2 separate regions of the Rattus norvegicus genome follow, and region 1 is linked to region 2. Evidence: chromatin contacts called from public HiChIP or PLAC-seq data. All regions are on one chromosome and are shown on one strand. The core of a region is the stretch at or near the end of the contact, and the rest is flanking DNA. Distances in the headings are between cores, read along the strand shown.

Evidence for each region. HiChIP or PLAC-seq counts read pairs in DNA pulled down with a chosen protein or histone mark.
Region 1: an H3K27ac HiChIP or PLAC-seq map of oligodendrocytes shows a contact between it and region 2, with 8 times the contacts expected there. The contact joins two enhancer-like sites. A contact is called at or near these places in 2 of 12 Hi-C or Micro-C datasets (the A7r5 cell line and the Rat2 cell line) and 1 of 1 datasets of contacts at active chromatin or transcription factors (oligodendrocytes).

Annotation. Positions count from the first base shown.
Region 1 is chr5:138,950,406-138,955,643 of GRCr8, forward strand. All of the region lies in intron 1 of Hivep3 (HIVEP zinc finger 3), which reads left to right. Among named protein-coding and RNA genes, the nearest start is that of Hivep3, 9.7 kb to the left of the region's middle. Within about 2 kb of position 1,731, at least 51 of the 93 cell types and tissues checked have an H3K27ac peak or open chromatin away from gene starts, as enhancers often do.
Region 2 is chr5:138,809,225-138,814,915 of GRCr8, forward strand. It overlaps a transcript of Hivep3 not described here. Among named protein-coding and RNA genes, the nearest start is that of RGD1563049, 59 kb to the left of the region's middle. Within about 2 kb of position 3,762, at least 57 of the 93 cell types and tissues checked have an H3K27ac peak or open chromatin away from gene starts, as enhancers often do.

The DNA.
Region 1 (5,238 bases), core at 481-2,980, 140 kb after region 2:
GGCCTGGGTCTGGAAAATGAACCCAAGGACCTGAGAACCACACCCGGCCCTAGCCTCTCAGAACACCACTGTCTTCCCTTGATCGTACACATAGACTAAAAACCAAACTCCTTCCCTCCCAACAATACTCACAGTGACACACTGCCATGGTCAGATAGGCAGACTTTCCTGAAATGCAGCTGTTAGACACAAGGTCCTAGTGACAAAGCAGAATGCCCATCTCTCCATATTCCAGTAGAGAACATAGGGTATGGAGCCAAGGACCTGAGTTCAGTTCCCCAGCACACACCAATTCCTGACACACACATATACACACTCCCCCCCCTCTATCTATCTCTATCTCTCTATCTCTCACACAGACGCAGTCATATACACATGCTCACATGTATGTATGCACACACATGCTCATACACAGACATACTCATATACATATGCTCACACATACATGTGTATACATACATGCTCACACATACTCATATACACGTGCTCACATGTGCATGTGTACACAGACACACAAGAAAAGGCAAACACTTACACACATTTATAATATTTGTGAGTTCTTTCAGATATAAAGGTATACAAAATAAATATGAAGGTATTCTTTCCTTAAGCAAAATAGAGCCTGCCAGGATCAGCTATGGAATGAAAAGGTGGCATGGGGTTAGCAAGTTATGATAAGCTGGGCCAGGCGGTGGCCTGAGCAGGTAGCAAGCAGCCTGGGTGGGTAGCGTCTAAATATGGAACCAAGGGAAGTGTGGGTGCCAGCTCTGTGGACAGCTGGGCAGAGCACTGGGCAGAGGTGGGGTCCTGTCAGGCAGGAACAGGAGGCCACAGTGTGACTGGAGGGGAGGTGGTGGAGAGCAGGTCACACAGAGCAGCCTGGGAGGTCTGAGCTCAGCAGAGGGAGCTCGAATGTGCTACAGCCCACCTGGCTGTGGCATGGGGACACCTGCATTGGGGATGGGGTAGAGTGACAGCAGGAGGTCAGTACCTGACAATGACACAGACCAGGACAGTGACTGCAAAGGCCATGCTGGGGTGGGTCTCTGACATAGTGTGGGATCCAGCCAGCATGATTCACTGAGATGGGACACCAGGCACAGAAGAGAGGCTTGTTTGTTTAAAACCAGGAAAGCCCACCAACATTCACATACACTGATGCTTCTCAAGCTAGTCCATGTCACCAAACCTCAGCTTACTTATCTGAGTACTATTAAATGGGTCTCTAGATAGATAGCTCCAAGACTCTTTCAGTCTCGGGCTGTGGGGTCTGGAGAGATCAGCGAAGGCTTTGAGGAAGTGGGTGGACCCTGTGACTTCGACCAAATCCAGCTGACAAGGAGGTGGAGAAAAGAGCAGCCAGGCAGAGGGCAATGAGACCAGGGACAGCTCAGAGCACTGGGCTGCTCAGGCAGGAGGGCCAGGAACTATTAATAGAGAGATGCTCCCCCTCACCCCCCCCCAGTTCCCCAGTACCACACCCTTTAAAGCAGCCCAGCTGGTCTGGGGCATGAGCATGTTATGTGAGCACCACGTTCCTCAATTTTTAACATTTTCAGATAGCCATGCTCAAGCAGGAGTAAGCCTGGCTTCTGGTCCGCCAGAGAGTTAACCTCCTGGCCTGGCACTGCATAACCACAGGGTCTGCTGAGTGCAAGGAGACTCTTCTGTGTGGCAGCCAGAGTGGTAAGCCTGGTGGCTCTGGGCTCTGGCACTGTCCCGCAGTGGAACACACAGACCTCCCTTCACAGATAATGGCCTCATTGAGTATTGTGCCCGTGGCCAGTGCCCAGCACTGGGCAGCTCAGCCTGGTAAGTTTCCTCTCTTGGCTGCTTAGCAAAATATTTACACTATGCCTTTCTAGTAAGACAGTTCCTGGGAGCCAGCAAACAGAGGGAGCTAGAGAAACCCCCTCACTCCCCATTTCACCTCCACACCCACCAGCGACCTGGTGGGGGAAGGGTTTGCCACACACCCAGCATGGGTATCTGGCTCCATTGTTGCCTGCCAGGGTTCTATTGTGAAGCAGGACCTAGGACTAGAAGAAGCTAGAAGGCCTGGCCAGCTTCACTATCCTCCCAGTGGTCTCAATAGATGAACGTGTGCTGATCTTAAGGGGCAAACGTGATATGGCTGGTTGCTGCTGTCTTCTGTACTGCCTCCTTATCTCTCTCCTCTCTCTGTCTCTCTTTGTCTCTGTGGGGGCCTTGGGGGAGCTTCAATGAGAAGAGAGGATACATTACAGCCAGCTCACTGCTGCCTACCCTCCCAAAGGCCCCTGAACCAGCCAGGGGAACATTCACTATGTCATCAGAGAAAATAGGAGCCGTATCTCTGTCCTCGACCCACCAGAGTAGAGGTCAGAGATCTCCTGTGTGGCCCTTTGGACAGAGTCAAAACCAGTCAAAAATCACACGGCTCATCAATAAGAAGATGCCTTGAACATTAGGCCCCATCACTGTTGTACGCAAGACACACATCCTCTTCGGCCCAGGATCCTATGTCGTCTGAGAATCTGGCTTGAACAGTAGCGCCAGCTCGTAAAGATGTATGTGCAAACGATGCTTGTTGCAAAATTCTAGAGGCAAACAAACAAACAGTCATTAAAACTCAAGAGCAAAGTCAAGATCAAAGGCACTGCATTCAAACCATCGCCTGCCATTCGGCATTAGCAAGTGGACTGTGTGGCTACTTAGAAAGCAGTGTAGGACCCTGCTGCTGGCTCCCCCAGCCTCCATGGAGCTTTCCCTGGAGTTAGGTGAAGCCGGTGCCTTTTAGCCCAGGGTTCTTCCCTGTTGGGTTCCTTCAGTAGTAATCTATCCTTGTCCTCTTCTACCCCATCTTACAGCAAAGAAGTTAAAGCTGGGGCCTAGCACGTGCTTGTTGTAGCCTGGTATTGTTGGCAGGCCCCTTCCCACCCTGGGTCCTGGCACTAACGGACAAGTACAGGCTTTAACCCAGATGCTGCACAGAGGCAGCTGAACTCCTGTGGTATGGAGGGGAAGCCACATAGCAACAGCCAAGTGACAAGAGTGAGGCCACCTGCCTGGAGGGAGAAACTGGGCTTGCCATTCATAAGGTGTCACATGCCCCAGGGAGGCCTCAGGGACTAGGGCCTGGACATAGAACAGTAGTAGAAGAAGAGAGACTTTGGAACTGGGTCAAAATTCTTTATGTTAACAGCAATTTACTTAATTCAGTTAAAGTGACGCTGTTGGTATTCCTGGGATCCTGGGTGCTTAGAAGGAGGCCATGTTTTAAACGAGACAGACTCAAGCCAGTTTTAATGCTAGGTAAGTAACAGAATACAATAGAATGTATTTCTGATGGGACTCAGAACGGAGATCTCCAGCTGGCACAGTGTCCCAAACATGAGCTAATGCCTTAAGGACAGCTTGCAGGACCTTCTTACACCCCGGGAAAGCCAAATGCCTAGCCCAGAGCTGGCATGAAATCCTGGGAAGTAGAGGGGGTGGTGGCTTAATGAATGGCTTCCAACTTAAAACAACCAGGAAGAAATTACCTTCTTCATATTCCAGGAGCGCTCCAGTCCCTCTGTGGTTGGGACACTGAACTGTGGAGATACCTAGGCAGCCCTTCTCTGACTGCCAGAGAGCTGTACAGTAGAATTACCAAGAAGGGCTTTCTGCTTGCTCACCTGCCCTTTTCTTCCCCCTCGGATCTAGATCTTAAATCATCCAGCTCTCCTGAGCTGACCGAGCCTCTGTAAGTGAGTTACAGCTGCAGATCGATAGTATGGAGCTAGCTAATTGATCAGGGCATGACAGACAGCACAGAGCCAAAGCCTTTTTGGATCTGCTTAGCCTATTGGGGTTTTCTGTTAGAAGCTCTTCCCTGATGAAAGGATACCTGGGCTGGCGAGGGCATTAAAAATATGGGGTAGTCAGTGTATATCATGTACTCCCCACATACGAACCAGCCAATCAGTGTTTAGTTCCTCTGAGAAATAAGATTCTCCCTCTAGACCCAGATTGGCAGGCTCCAGGCTGCTGGCCTTTGATATGCTGTTTCCTCAACAGAAAACCAGATCTTTAGGTTCTTTTCTCTATGGTCTCAGACCCCTAAGGCTATTCCCACTATAGTCCATCAGCTCCTAACTACCCTTATCCTGCAGCCTATGTCGTGAGCACATCTCTGTCTCATTATGACACTGGTCAGGCCTGTGTGCCTGCTGCTGGACACAGAGGAGTGTGTGTCATATCAGCAGCTCCAACCCATGTATCTTAGGGCTAAGTTGCTTCAATCAATGCCATGACCAAAGATACATTGTGGAAGAAACGGTTTGTTTGGCTTATGCTTCCATATCTCTGTTCATCACTGAAGAAAACCAGGACAGGAATTCAAACGGGGCAGAAACCTGAAGGCAGGAGCTGATGCAGAGGCCATGGAGGGGTGCTGCTTCCTGGCTTGCTTATCATGGCTTGCTCAGCCTGCTTTCTTATAGAATCCAGACCACCAGCCCAGGGATGACTCCACCCACAATGGCTGGGCTCTCTTTGATCAATCATTAATTAAGGAAATGCCCTGCAGGTTCATGTATAGCCAGACCTTATGGAGGCATTTTATTAATTAAGGTTTTCTCCCCTCAGATGACTTCAACTTATGTCAAATTGACATAAAATTAGGCAGGACACTGCACTGTAAACACCATGGCCCCAAGAGCCATGGGGACTCATAATACTCTAAGAAACATTATGCAGCCTTGGGGTTCTCAAACCAAGTGACTACGACCTTTATGCCAAGAGAAAGAAGCCAAAGCCAATGGACCATGTTGCTGGATGATTCTGTTTCTGTGAAATTTTCAGAGAAAATGAACCCACAGAGATAGAAACCTATGGGGGACTTGGAGGAAGGGAATGAGAAGTGACTGTTAATGGGTACAGGGATCCTTCATAGAGTGATAAAAAACATTCTGGAATGGGGCTGGGGATTTAGCTCAGTGGTAGAGCGCTTACCTAGGAAGCGCAAGGCCCTGGGTTCCGTCCCCAGCTCCGAAAAAAAGAACCAAAAAAAAAAAAAAAAAAAAAAAAACCATTCTGGAATTAGATCGTAGAACAGCCCTGTGGTGTTTGGTAGAAGATACACTTGAGTTGTGGATACAGCTCAGTCATGGAGTGCCTGCTGGCATGAATGAGGTCCTGGATTTCATCTCCAACATTAGAGGTGGAGAAAGACTATATTGTGTCATGTAAACATAACTTTCACCAAGTATAATG
Region 2 (5,691 bases), core at 2,512-5,011:
GAGAGAGAGGCCCTGTCTCAAAGCAGAAAGGCAGAGGCTCATAGAGATGCCTGACATCCTGCTGCAGCTTCTTTCTGTATGTGTGCACAGGTACACCCACCCATACACTCACATGCATGTACCACCTACAAATATACCACAGACACACATGCACACTTACATGCATTCACACACTCACATGTACACTTACACACATATATACTTATACATTCGCACAGGCTCACATATGTATGTACTCACACAGACATGTGATCTATACACATTCATACACTCATATTCACACATGCACACACATTCACACTCACATACCCACACATACACATTCACACACAGGCATTCACACTCTCACACATACATTCACACATACACATATGCATGCATGCTCACGCTCATGTACATGCATTCACATTGATTCTGTCTCTGTCTCTCTGTCTCTCTCTCTGTCTCTCTCTCTGTCTCTCTCTCTGTCTCTCTCTCTCCCTCTCTCTGTCTCTCTCTCTCTCTCTCTCTCTCTCCCTCTCTCTCTCTCCGTCATGCAACCATCACCACCATCTTCAGAACTTTTTATCTTTCCAGACTCTGAAACTCTAACCCAATCCTCCTGCCCTCCACCCCTCATAGCTGCTGTTCCGTGTGCGCATGTCTGTGAACGCGGCTTCCCAGGTGCCTTGCACAGGTGGGATCATCTGCCAGCATTTCCCTGCCAGAGTCTAGCACAGCATAGTCCAATCCAAGCTCTGACTTGACAGGACTGGGAAGAGACCCTCAACAAAGAGCATGATAAACCCAGTGCCCAGGTCACTCCCTCTTTCTCCTTGAGTCTCTGGTATGGAATGACATGCCCCACCTAATTCATAGCCTTTCTCTTTCAGAGGCCTTACAGACAGTCCTCATGGGAGAGGCAAAGGCACGGGGCACAGGAGAGCAAGACTGGTCATTGAAACTGTCTGGCTTTGCTGTCCCTGATCTCAATTCCCACGTGTGTGGCTGTAGACAGCCAGGACCCTTCCTTTTCCCATGTTTATCCTGGTGGCCTCCAGGAAGAGAACCACAGACTTGTCTCAGAAGTCAGTTCCCTCTGCCATCCTTGTCTGGCCTCTCAGTGCTCAACCCTACTCAACACAAGTCCTAACTGCATGTCCATGGGCTGACCTGATTACCCATGGGGCCCCAGGGAGAGTCAGGCCTCCGTCTGGGGCAGGTGCACCTCCTGGCCCTCCTCACTTCTCTCTCATTCCTCTCTTCTACTGTGTGGGCTTGGAGACCCTCCCAGAGCTTCTACAGGATCCTGCTTCAGGGGTTTGAGAGACTGGTTTCAATCCTAATTTGGAGGCTAGAAGGTAGTTCCTGGCAAAGTCACATCAAGGCAAACATAGATGTCCCCAGAGGAAGATGGCATTCCCAATTCAGCCTGAGCCCTGCCAGCTACTCCTGGCTCAGTCTTCCCCTGGCTTAGCTCTGATGTGTTCATATTCTGTCATGGGTCTCCAACTTTACTCCTGGCATGTTTAGGAACTCCCAGACCCCTGATACTGGTTCTCAGCACCTACCTGGCCTTTTGCACTCCCTCACAAATGGATCTGTCTCAGAATCTACCTGTAGACCATGCCAAGGCCCCAGCTGCTGCCTTTCCCCACCTCCAGGGCTCTGTGAAGCTCCAGCTAGTCGTCTGCTCAGTGGTCCCCTTGAGATCACGAACCTCTGCTTCGGAACCCGTCTGTCTCTGTCTGGTTCTCAGGAACTTGATCAGTGATCTAAAACCTTCTCTACGTCTTCAGGGTGAGGTGCTTCTGCCCACATGGGGAGCTGTTGTCCAGAGCGACTCTGGGTCTCTGACGCCATTTCTTTTAATATTTGCCAAGGTTGGTGAGGGATGGACTATAATCTCGGTGACAAAGGAGATTGAGTCAACTTTCCCAAGAGCATTCAGATGAGCTCAGAGGTACATTTTACTTTCTCCCTAGACAGCAAGCGTTTGCCTCTTGCTATCTTTGCCCAGTGAGGGTACAGGGGCTTCTATCAAAGTATTTTTCTCTGATCATTGCTGAAGTACTCCCCTACACTTGGCAGATGGGACTCATTAGATGGCAGCAGCCCCCCTGGCACATTGCTGTGTCCCCCATCTCCAGGTGAAGAAACTGAGGCATGGATAGCAGTTTGACCAGGCTTCTCTGAGTGGTGAGACTTTGAAGCCCTCACTCCAACCAGCAGGCAGCTGCTACCATTACCTCAGGAAAGCACGGGACATGGGAAGACAGGCCTGGGCCACCAGCTGTGGAACAGAACTCTTGACGGCAGCCAAGCAAAGGGAGCTGAACAGAAAGATCTGCACGGGTCAGACCATCTGGTCAGAGGCTGACATGGTGAGGAAGAAGCAGAGGGTAGAGATGGCGATGAGCTCAGCTGGTGTAGGCAGGGCAAGTACAGGGTGTGTTCCTCAAACATGGCAAGCACAAGCCTGTCTTGGTCTGTACGCACATGCTGTTCCCTGGCCTGTTCCCTTGCCTGGCATGTTCCCTCTCGCTTTGGCTCCCAAGAAACTGACCACCATGGGTTGCATCTCATTGCCTGTAGCAATTTTTTTTTACCCTCTTAACATATATATTTCCCTAGAACATAAGCTTCATTAGGGCAGGAATTTGGCCCGTTGTGTTTGAAATTGTTCCTAGCCCCTGGTCCTGCTCAGTAAATGTCTCTTAGAAGTCAGTGGTCCCAGCTGTGGCTGACCTGCTTTCAGGGGGACTGACAGGAACAAGGAGGAGCTGGTGAACTAAGGGTCCCAGCTACACTGTCGCGGGTTCACAATCTTTCCAGGGAGTTGAAGGTGCCAGGCTGGGCAGGCTCACAGGGCTGACTGGTGGGCACGGGAGAACACTCAAAGCATATGGGTGGCCTGCACCACAGAGAGAAAAGCATATCCTCTTCTAAGCAGATCTGATTGGGGATGCTTGGGAGATGCCATGGTCTCTGGGGGGGGGGCATAGGACATTCCACCTACTTGACTTTAGAGCACCAGAAGTCACCCGTTGGCACTCATTACTGAACATGGCAGGAAGGGAGGATGGCCAACATGGCTGCCAGTGATATGAGAGCAACTATATTGCTTTTCCATTGCTCCGTCAAAATGCCTAAAAAAAAAGATAGCTTATTAGGACTCAAGACATCAGTCCACGGTGAGTGGCTCTGTAATTTCTAGATCCATGGAAAGGCAGAGGCAAGATGGAGGAAGGGGATGAGCAAAGAAGGATGCTGACTTCACAGCAGATGGGAGGCAAAGCGAGAGGTGAAGGGGCAGAGAATAATAGGCCATTCAAATGTACGCTGTTCTCAGCGACCCGCTTCCTCCAGCTAGACCCCACCTCTTCACAGCTCGCTCATAAACCCACTCAACAGTGGGTCAATCCACTGATGGCATAAGCATCGTCATGGCTTCCTCACCTCCCAACAGCAGCACCAGCTGGGGACCAAGCCTTCAACACGGGGAGGCTTTGCAGGGGCTGAGGGAACTCGAGCTCCATATTTAAGCCGTAGCAGCAACTGCTAATTTGTCTGCCATCATAGAGCTCTGGCTGGGTCAGACAGAATGCTCCAGAGAACCAGCATCTGGCTGGTGGTGCATGGTGATCAGCATATAGGAGCCACCCCAAGCCCCTGGCTGAGAGAGTGGGTCTGTTGAACGTGTGATGGGCTGTGAACCTCTATGCCCCTCATAGAGTCTCAGTGGGTTTATTAAATGCACAATGTGGGCGGATTCTCCACATCCTGCATTCAGCCTCAGTGATCACCTGTACACCCGATGGTGTGGTTTAGGCCTCCCTAAGCTTTTATTACACCCCATCCCTATGTGCATGGTCTTGTATCTTCTTCAGACAGAGCTGGGCCAGGAGTTAGGAAGTGCTGCCGCAGAGTGTGGTGAGACCCTAGCAAGCATGGCTCTTAGAATTAAATGCTTTTTCATCTGATAGACGATAACACTGAAGTGTGCTGAGGTCTGCTAGATTGGCTTGCTTTTGCCCTTCAGCCTGGAGCCATTTCCTCCACAGCATAGAGATAGTGTTTGTGCACACTGTTCTCTCTTGTTTTAAATGACTGAGTCAGATTGGAGAGGGCTGGGCTCCCTTCCCTGAGGGTGGCAGGCAATACAGAAGTTTCATACCAGGACCAGCCTCTGGCTTCACTGGGTGACGGCTTTGAGGACTTGAAAGAGAGCCTGTGGCTCGATTGGCCTACCCGACACAGCCTGGAGCCAGAGGCCCAGAGAGCATTGGGCACACAGCGTGACTCTGGAGCTGACAAATGCCCAGTGTTCCCACAGACAGGCTGGGGAGATGGGGCTGCATGGTCAGAACAGCTGGGTGGAGACTGGTGGCAGGAGGCAGTGTGAGTCCCCATTGTTCCTGGGTAGTCCTGAGGACAATCAGAGGCATAGAGAAGCCCCCTTTCCTCTCATTCTGGGCTGGAGCCCAGGATTCGGAGCTTCCTGCTCGCAGGCCAAGGAGAGCCACCGGGAGAGCCCCAGATTGGCCTCTGATTGGCAGGCACCCAGAACCCAGGGCTGCCCAGCCAGCTATAGCCAGGGCCTCTTTGCTCCTGAAGCCCTCCTGCCCACATGGGGCAGGATTAGGGAACATTACCTGTTTCAGGTCTCTGTGGCTCTGAACAGGTTACTAATGTTCCCCTTCTCTATCACAGAGAGACTGTGGGAGCTCAGAGAAAACACAGTTCCCCTATGCCACCGGGCAAGCACACAGTAGAGCCCTGTGAGAGGCACACAGTGAGGGACAGCAAATTGCTTGGAGGAATTTCCAGGAAGGTGGCAGAGTTAGGCCTGTTGTCACAGCTCCCTTCATAGGAGGCTTCGAAAAGGAACTAGTCGGAAATGGAAAGAAAACACCTTCTCTACACAAGGCAGGCAGCAACCCTGAAGGCTGACACCAAAATACAGAATTTGGGTACAGTGGAGAAATGAGGACACAGTCCCCGCCAGTGCAGGCTGTTGGCACCTGCAGCCCAATCCCCAGCTGCTTATGAAGCCTTTCAGATACAGACAGCCGTGCAGACCCAAATTCATTGCTAGCGTCCTTCAGGGTCAGCATTGGAAGGATTGTCACTCAGAGGCCAATGTGACCTTGTTCTCCAGAGCATTATATATACCCCCATCACATACTGTCGCTAAATATGGCTCAAGAGCAGACAAGGCCCTATGGAACCTACCACAGGGAAGAGCTGAGAAAGTATCCACACCCCTGAATTCCCAGCCTCTCCTTTTCTTCATGAACATATGACCCGTATTTAAAGCCTGCACTCTAACCATCCATGACAAGAAAGTCTTCATGCCTCAGCCAAACTGGGACTTTACTCGGGTGTGTGTGTGTGTGTGTGTGTGTGTGTGTGTGTGTGTGTGTGTGTAGCACAGACAGGACCTACTTACAGCCTTTCCTTTTTTCTGTCCACATGTGACTCTGGGCTTTGTTTGAACACCAGAAAGGCTCAGGACCTTATTTGCTCTTCCAACCACAAGAGGCCCAAACCTTTGTGGATCTCTCCTTTGCACTGAGTCTTCTAGGGCCCAGAGCTGTGTCCACATGATGTCTGGTTCTAGGAGCCGCCCGCTGCTGAGGGCATGGGCTGGGTATCTGTGCATCTTTGGGGTAAGAAGCTGCCTTGGCCGGTGGCTGGATGTCGGCAGCA